2 separate regions of the Mus musculus genome follow, and region 2 is linked to region 1. The links are chromatin contacts, called in public Hi-C maps. All regions are on one chromosome and are shown on one strand. The core of a region is the stretch at or near the end of the contact, and the rest is flanking DNA. Distances in the headings are between cores, read along the strand shown.

What was found. A called contact is a pair of places that touch in the nucleus more often than the background predicts.
Region 2: a contact with region 1 is called in a Hi-C map of the G1E-ER4 cell line, with 2.4 times the contacts expected there. The contact joins two enhancer-like sites. A contact is called at or near these places in 1 of 15 datasets of contacts at CTCF or cohesin (the G1E-ER4 cell line) and 3 of 484 Hi-C or Micro-C datasets (all in the G1E-ER4 cell line).

What each region holds. Positions count from the first base shown.
Region 1 is chr6:66,050,152-66,053,969 of GRCm38.p6, reverse strand. No RefSeq gene overlaps it. Among named protein-coding and RNA genes, the nearest start is that of Gm23625, 62 kb to the right of the region's middle. Within about 2 kb of position 2,094, at least 12 of the 459 cell types and tissues checked have an H3K27ac peak or open chromatin away from gene starts, as enhancers often do. A contact at or near this core is called in the G1E-ER4 cell line, where this site is marked.
Region 2 is chr6:66,345,696-66,349,513 of GRCm38.p6, reverse strand. No RefSeq gene overlaps it. Among named protein-coding and RNA genes, the nearest start is that of Gm38824, 32 kb to the right of the region's middle. Within about 2 kb of position 1,998, at least 12 of the 459 cell types and tissues checked have an H3K27ac peak or open chromatin away from gene starts, as enhancers often do. A contact at or near this core is called in the G1E-ER4 cell line, where this site is marked.

The sequences.
Region 1 (3,818 bases), core at 845-3,344:
CCATCAGGTATAAATCCAACTCATAGAATATGTTTAAATCATCATTTAAAAGGCATGGCATTAAAAGTTTTTTATGATAATTTGTATTCTGTCTGCTAAACATTTATTAACATTTAATTACATGATATTTATTGAAAAGTTTAGCTGGGCAGTGGTATATGCAGGGCAAGTTCCAGGACAGCCTGGGCTATACAGAAATCATGTTTCCAAAAAAAAAAAAAAAAAAAAAGCAAAACAAAAAACACACAAAACATTTTAAAGTTGTGTGTATAAATAAAAGCAGTGATCACAGTCCTTTGTTATATATGAGGGAAATTTGTCAACAGATTTTAGCTTACACAATTTTTAATTAAAGGACATTACACAAAGAAAAGAGATTATGCCAGAAACAGCATTAGATTGGTATTAGTTGTTTTATGGGCTATCTTGTCACTTGCTCCCAAACTTGGTGAAGAAACACTCATGGATGGCACTGCTGTCTGCATGTGTTCACTGTCTCATGTGTGTCCTGTCACTCTTTGGTATACATTTCCCACCTCAAGTCCCTTTGAACCAAAAGCAGAATTTATCTTGCAGTTTACAGAGTTATCAGTCCTTAGCTTCCAGCGTGGGGTGTGTGTGTGTGTGTATGTGTGTGAGAGAGATGGGACATGTACCTAAGGTTTCATTTTGTAATTCCTTATCTTATAATTTTAAAAAAAGTTAAAAAGATAATGTTTTTTTTTCCCAACTCAGCGAGAACTAATATAATACTCAATGATGAATTCTTGTATGGGAGAAATTTAGCCCATTTTTAATTAACTCCATTGTAGTTAGAAATAGATCTAGGAAACCCAAATGAATCTTTCTCAGAAGTATCTCTAAAAAATTAAATGATATATAAATTAAATAAAGAGAATACTTTGTTCCAAAATACCATAGAAATCTATTTGACCACTTTTATTTTTTGCCAACTATAATCCTTAACAATTTTTTCTGAATATAAAAAAATTCAAATCAAAGCCTTTACAATAGTTGTAAGGTTTTCATCTGCTCACTTCCAGACTGGTCTTAGTATTCTGAATATAGAACAGAGTCTGTACACAAAGGGTACCAAGTCTTGTAGGACATAAAAGGGAAGTTTGCCACTCTATATCCTCAACTCAGTTGGTAAAATCCCATTTACAGATATTGCAGCCTTCACCCCTGTGTTCTAGCATCTTTGGTATAAGAAGATGTTATGGCCACCCAACAAAGATGACAACTCAGACACAGTATATAGCCAGTTGATAGTCTTTACTCTAACCAGCTGGGACAATAGTCAGTGTTGATAGGTACAGATGTAGGTGTGGCCCAGGGTGTCCAAACATGGAGAGAATTTTTAAAAACAAGCAGTTTGAAGCAAGCAAGTTTAGCAGAAGCTAAGATAAGCAGTTAGCTAGCCTGAAGGGGCACTCTGCACAGACAGACAACTAAGATAAGCAGTGAGCTGGAGGAGGTTCCACACAGACTAGCAGCTTTAACAAAGGCCAAGATAAGTTAGCTAGAATTTCTTGATCTTTGTTTCCTAGAATGAAATTGGGTAGTTTTCCAAGGGATTCTCCATCAAAAAGATCAGATTCTAGCAGATTCTAGTTAAACCTGAATAGGGTCAGTAAGAATACAAGATGGAGGAACCTCTGCAACTAAATTGCCTAGTCACAAAGATACTCTGCATGCCATTAAAAAAAAAAAGGAGTGGGAATAAGAATACATATATTAGCATTATTTAATTATTTAGTCTAGAATTATAATTTTCTTTTAATTTTTTGAGAAATTTGGTTATAATTGAGGCTCAGAGTCAAATTATGATCAAAATAGATCTGAGCTGAGGTGTATCTTAAGTGGGAGAATGCTTATCTACCATGTACAATGACCTATCCACCACTCAAAGGGGGGCGCAGTAATAGATAAATAGACAGGGATTTTAGATAGGGGAGAGAGAGGGAGAAATGAGGAGATAGAGAGGAAGCCAGCTAGCTAGCTAGCTAGCCATCCAGCCACACACACACACACACACACACACACACACACACACACACACGTACTCACAAAGGAGGCGGGTAGAGAGTGGCAGATCGACAGCACCAGAGCAAGCTATATAAATTACCTCCATTCCATTGATCAGCCTTTCCTCAAGCAAGACAAGCTACCTTCTACTTCAGTTCCTATACTGAGTCTATCTTGCTGCAATTAAACAACTACAACCCAAGTGACTTCATGTTTAACTATTTAGCTGTCAGCTTTCCTTGCTCTCACTGGATCTGCTCTGTTGTTTGCAGTGACCAGGTCTTTCCAGAACTGACTTTTTTCCTTTCCCTTGTCAGAGGATTTCTTTATAGCTGACCTTGGTCAGCAGGTGGCATGGTCCTGAGTGAGAGGACAAATTAAAGAAGAAGAAAGGAAATCTGGGGTCAGAAGTTCTTGCACAAGCTAATAACTTATGCCAAGCAAGTTCATTAAGAAGTACAATATCTTATATACTATCTGTGGGATAGTCAGCGGAAGGGTGTCATAAAATGGAACAAAGTCAGCAAGAACCTAATCTATCAATGAAGGAGAACATAGGTTATCTCAAGGGCATCAGAGACTGAGTACACAGTGGCCTTGGGAACTCCAAACATGGCAAGGGATGGCTTCTCAGGATTTGAAGCCTCAGCTTTCCCACAGCTCTGGCTCCACTTCATTGCTGGTTATGTCAAGCATGTTTTTGGTTTAGAGAAGGAACTATGTTTCTTCTCCATATATCAGGACCTCAGGAAAAGCCTGAGTTAATCTAGTCCTCAACAGTTCCCTCCTCCTTTTGACTATTTTGAGGACAGATGAGTTACTTGTGTCTGAGTGTTGATGAGGTTCCTACACTCTCTGAGCCAACAAATGCTTCCCAGCATTGCTGAAACAATCACCATGCAACAATTTCAATGATAATATTGAATCAAGGTTGGAGGGTGTTGAAGGGGGTTGAAGAGATGTTGTAGAAGCAGCTGTGGATGCCATACCAATGACCACCACAATATTGCTAATTAAAATCTGACCTAAAAATCTTTGCTCCCTAATAAGAGCCTGATGTAATTCAAGGAGAACCTGCTGTCCAAAATCACTAAGTTGTTCATCTTACAATACATGGGACCTGTAACAAAGGAAGACTACCAAAGCAATAGAAGGCTCTTAGCAGCAGAGGAGAAGGCACACAACTAAATAGAATATAATTGGTGCAGATAACTTGAAGTATTCCCCGTTTTGTTAAATAGAGGGACTCTCCATCAGTAACAAATATGGAGGATTAACACAAGCAGTGAGTCCCAATAGAAAAATATGTCCATGTTCATCTTTTCCAAAAATCCTATAAATGACCACATTGCCCAAGGCTACAGCCCATAACCAGTTTGGTTGAATAATTCCTTCTGGAGATAATATCACAGGCCAATGAATGGACTCTAGAAAATTTTCTTTATGTAGACCAGGTGGATGCCTCTGGGACAGGATAACTAATACCTCAAGTTGTCCACTCAGAGGGACAGAGTTCTTTAAAAATCAGGAACATGCCACCCAAAGGGGAATTCCATTTTGAAACCAGGACACAGAGTTTTATAGCATGATGGAAAGCATCCATCCACACAGGGTACCTGTGATGATGAGAAGCTGGAAAACTTAAATGATGAATGAATTGATGATGTTTGAGAAATGGTACCTTCAATCACTTGTGGACCGCAAAGTCTTAGGCATTACAGGTCACTCACATGAGAGTGGCATAGCCATATTGACCAATCAATGACAAACAAATAGAAATGGTGAGTTAT
Region 2 (3,818 bases), core at 749-3,248, 300 kb before region 1:
CATTATGATTCATAACAGTAACAAAATTACAGCTATGAACTACAATGAAAATAATTGGTTGGGCATCTCCACAACATGAGGAATGATACTGAAGGTTCACAGCATTGGGAAGGTTGAGAACCATTGCTGTACAACAACAGACTATCCTTTTCTACTTTAGTGGTTATGATGATAAAGTGATTTAATACATGCAAAACGCTGATAAGACTCCCTGGCTTTTCCTGGGAACTCTTCTTTCTATAATAAAATAACCAGTAAACAAAATTATACTTAGTATACAGCTAATGCTATGAAGAAATCTCAAATAGTTCTGAATATATTGGAGTAGTGTACTATAATGCCAACTACAACAGTGATTAGACATCTGTTATGAGTTATGAATGCATATTGATTTGAATATGAAGAATATAATATTCTTTTATAATTTTTAAATTAGTATGTGTGCTGTTTGATGAAAAGAACCCTACAGGCTCAAATGTTTGAATGCTTTGTCCCCAGTTAGTGGAACTTTCTGGAAAGGATTAGGAAGTGCAGCCTTGTTGAAGGAGGTTTGTCACTGAAATTTCAATAGTGTGTGGCTAGGCCCAGCCCACTCCTTCTTCTCTATCTGCCTGAAACATTCTCATCAGGTGTGCTTTCAGTCATCACTCCAGTGACATGCCCCTGCCTGCCTGGATCCCCACCATCATGATTATGGATTAACTCTATGAAACTGTAATCACTCCCCCAGTTAAATACTCTCTCTTAAAAGTTTCCTTAGTCATGGTATTTTATCACAACAATATAACAGTAACTAAGACAATATGCAAAGTAATGGCTTTCCTTAAGGAATTTTGACCATCCTCTTGCTTATTCACCTCTTTCCCTTATTGTTCTCTTTGACTGTTCTTGTCTCAACTTCCTGGTTCACTTCTTTTCTACATTCATCCTTTGATTTCATGTCATATGCATTCAATTACCTGTTCTTTTCTCCAACTTTGTTACCATCTCTTCCTTCCTACTTTCTTGGCTTATACACACACACACACACACACACACACACACACACACACACACACTTGAAATATGTCCTATTTGTTTTCTGAGTCTGGCTACTCAGTCTAACATAATGATCTCCAGTTATATCAGTTTTCCTGGAAAATGTAATAATTTAATTTTTCTTTGTTGTTGGGTAAAATTTTGGTGTGTATTCTTAGCATAGTTTCTTTAAATATTGATCTATGTATGGATAGACATCTAGGCAGGTTCTGTTTCTAAGCTACTGTGAGTACTATACATGTTGGCATGGATATTTGAGTATCTTGTGATACGGTGACTTAAAGTCCCCTAGGTATATACCCAGGAGTGGTATAACTGGGTCATGGTAGTTCTATATTTTTTCTCCCATAACACTTTTACTGATTTTCTGGGAATTTTACATCATGCTCCTTGAGATCACAATCTCTTCCAATTCCTTCTACATTTTCCTCCACCTTTACCCCCCAAAGAAATAATAAAAGTAATAAGAAAATAAGCAGAAATCAATCCATCAAACAAACAAAATAACCAAGTCTACTTTGTTTTATCTGTATATTCACTGGAGCATGGTCAAATTCTCTCAGTTGCCTGCCCCCTTAAACAAAACTAAGTCCTTCCCCTCCCATACCTTTGTTAGCTAGAAGCTATCAATTGTAGAGAGCTACTCTTCAGCATCTTCTTCATATCAGTGGCTTCCTGTCTAGGCTGTTACTTTTGGAGGGATTGAGGGAGTGGAGTGTGGGGATTAGGGGATGTTACAAAAGGCTTCCATGTCCCTTCCTCTCAACTGTGAGCCTACAGTCCTAAATATCACAGCAAAGGTAGCCACTTTGATCATAGTTAGCAAGATCACTGATCATGGGCCTCCACATGGTTTCTGGTGATAGAACAGACCACAAACATGGCCTCCTGAGGCAGTATGACCACAGGCTGAGATAAGGGCTTTGGAAACTGTCCAAACCACAGACATCAGCAGGACCTCAGGCGGTAGCTTGAGTTTAGGTGCAGGACAGACCACAAACATCCTCATGGCCTTCAGTGGTAACACAAGCCACAGACATCAATACAATTCCTGGCTGCATTAGGATCATGGACAAAGACATGACCCTTGATGACAACACAGACCAGGACATCGCCATGATGTCCATGGTGGCAATGCAGGACACTCCATTAGTATGGCTCCAGATGGCAGCATGGCCCATGGGCCCTCCCGTAGTTTCTGGTGACCATGGATATCCTTGTGGTCTTCAGTGGTGACCTAGATCACTACTATCAACACAGGCCCTGGCTGCAGTAGGACCATGAACCCAGATATCACCATGACTTCAGATGGCAGCTAAGGTCACTCAGTTAATATGGTTCCCAGTGCCAGCACTGCCCACAGATATCAATGGAGCATCAAGCTGGCAGCACAGACCACATACATCTGCATGGCCCTTGGTGGTAACATGTGTCATTCTTGTCCCCAAAAGGCATGGCTGGGCAGGGTGCCTGCAATCAGAGACCCAGCTGGTGCACCTGGCGGCTGGCTCTTCTGCCTCACAGGTACCTGCTCCCTCCTGCGGCTATTTTTAGGCTTTAAAAAATATTTGCTTTTACTATTTTAAACTGTGTGCATCAGTGTTGTGTGTGCATGTAAGTGCCATGTAGTCTAGACCAAGTGCTAGATTCCTTGGAGCTGGACTTACAAGCAGTTGTAAGCTACCTAACATGGGTGCTAGGAGCTGGACATGGGTCCTTTGAAGAGCAGTATGTGCTCTTAACTGCTGAGTTGTCCATTTGGACTCTATTTTTAGTTTTGTGAGAAACTCTCACACCAATTTCACATCCTCATCAAGAGCATATCTGGGTTCCTCTTCCTCTGAGTCCTTGTATAGCATCTATAGTCAGTTTTCTTTCTTTCTTGGTTTTGTTTTCTTTTGAGGTAATGTAGCCTTGGTTGGCTTAGAACTTGCTATGTAGGCCAGGCTGGCCTTGGGGAAAAAAAAAGACTCTTTTAAATCTTTAATGTTATTAATTCACTCTTGTTCTTTTGGCTAGCTTGGTAGAAATGTGCCAATCTTGATTATCTTCTTAGGAAATCAACTATTTTAATATTTTAGATTAATTCCACTTATTATTTGTCTCCATTCTTTTGATCCCCATTTACTTAATTTATGCTGTGTTAGAATTTCTTATTGTCTATTACTTTGGGGGTTTTGCTTGTTTTTATGTCTCAACATTTTGGGGTGCATCATTTCATTATTTGTTGGATCACTCTCTAGTTGTTTTAGTTAAGTGATCTTTGCTATATCCTTGTCTCTTATAATTTCCTTCTCTATATCACAAAGATTCTGATTAGCTGTGTGTTCCTTTTCATTGGATTTTAGGAATTTTAAAATTTATTCCTTATTTTTCCAAATGACATATTGTTCACTCAAAGGAGTATTCAGTTTTCCAAGTATTTGTGTGGTTTATATACTTTCTTTTGCTGTTGATGTTTGCATTTAATGAACTATAATCTGATCAAATATAAAAAATATTTCAAGTTTTTGTATTTAGTAACATCAAATGTGGTCTACTTTTAAAAAGAGTCCATAGGTGGCTGAAAAGAATATATATTTTGTAATCTACTGGTTAGAATATTCAGCATCTACCTGTTAAACTTACTTGACCTACAGTGTTAACTTTGATGTTTCTCTATTGATTTTTAGTTGGGTACTAAAATAAATCACTACCACTGTATCAGGATTCAGCTGACATTTTTATGTCTTAGTAGTTGTTTAATGAGAACAGGAATCCCAGTTCTTGTTATACATATG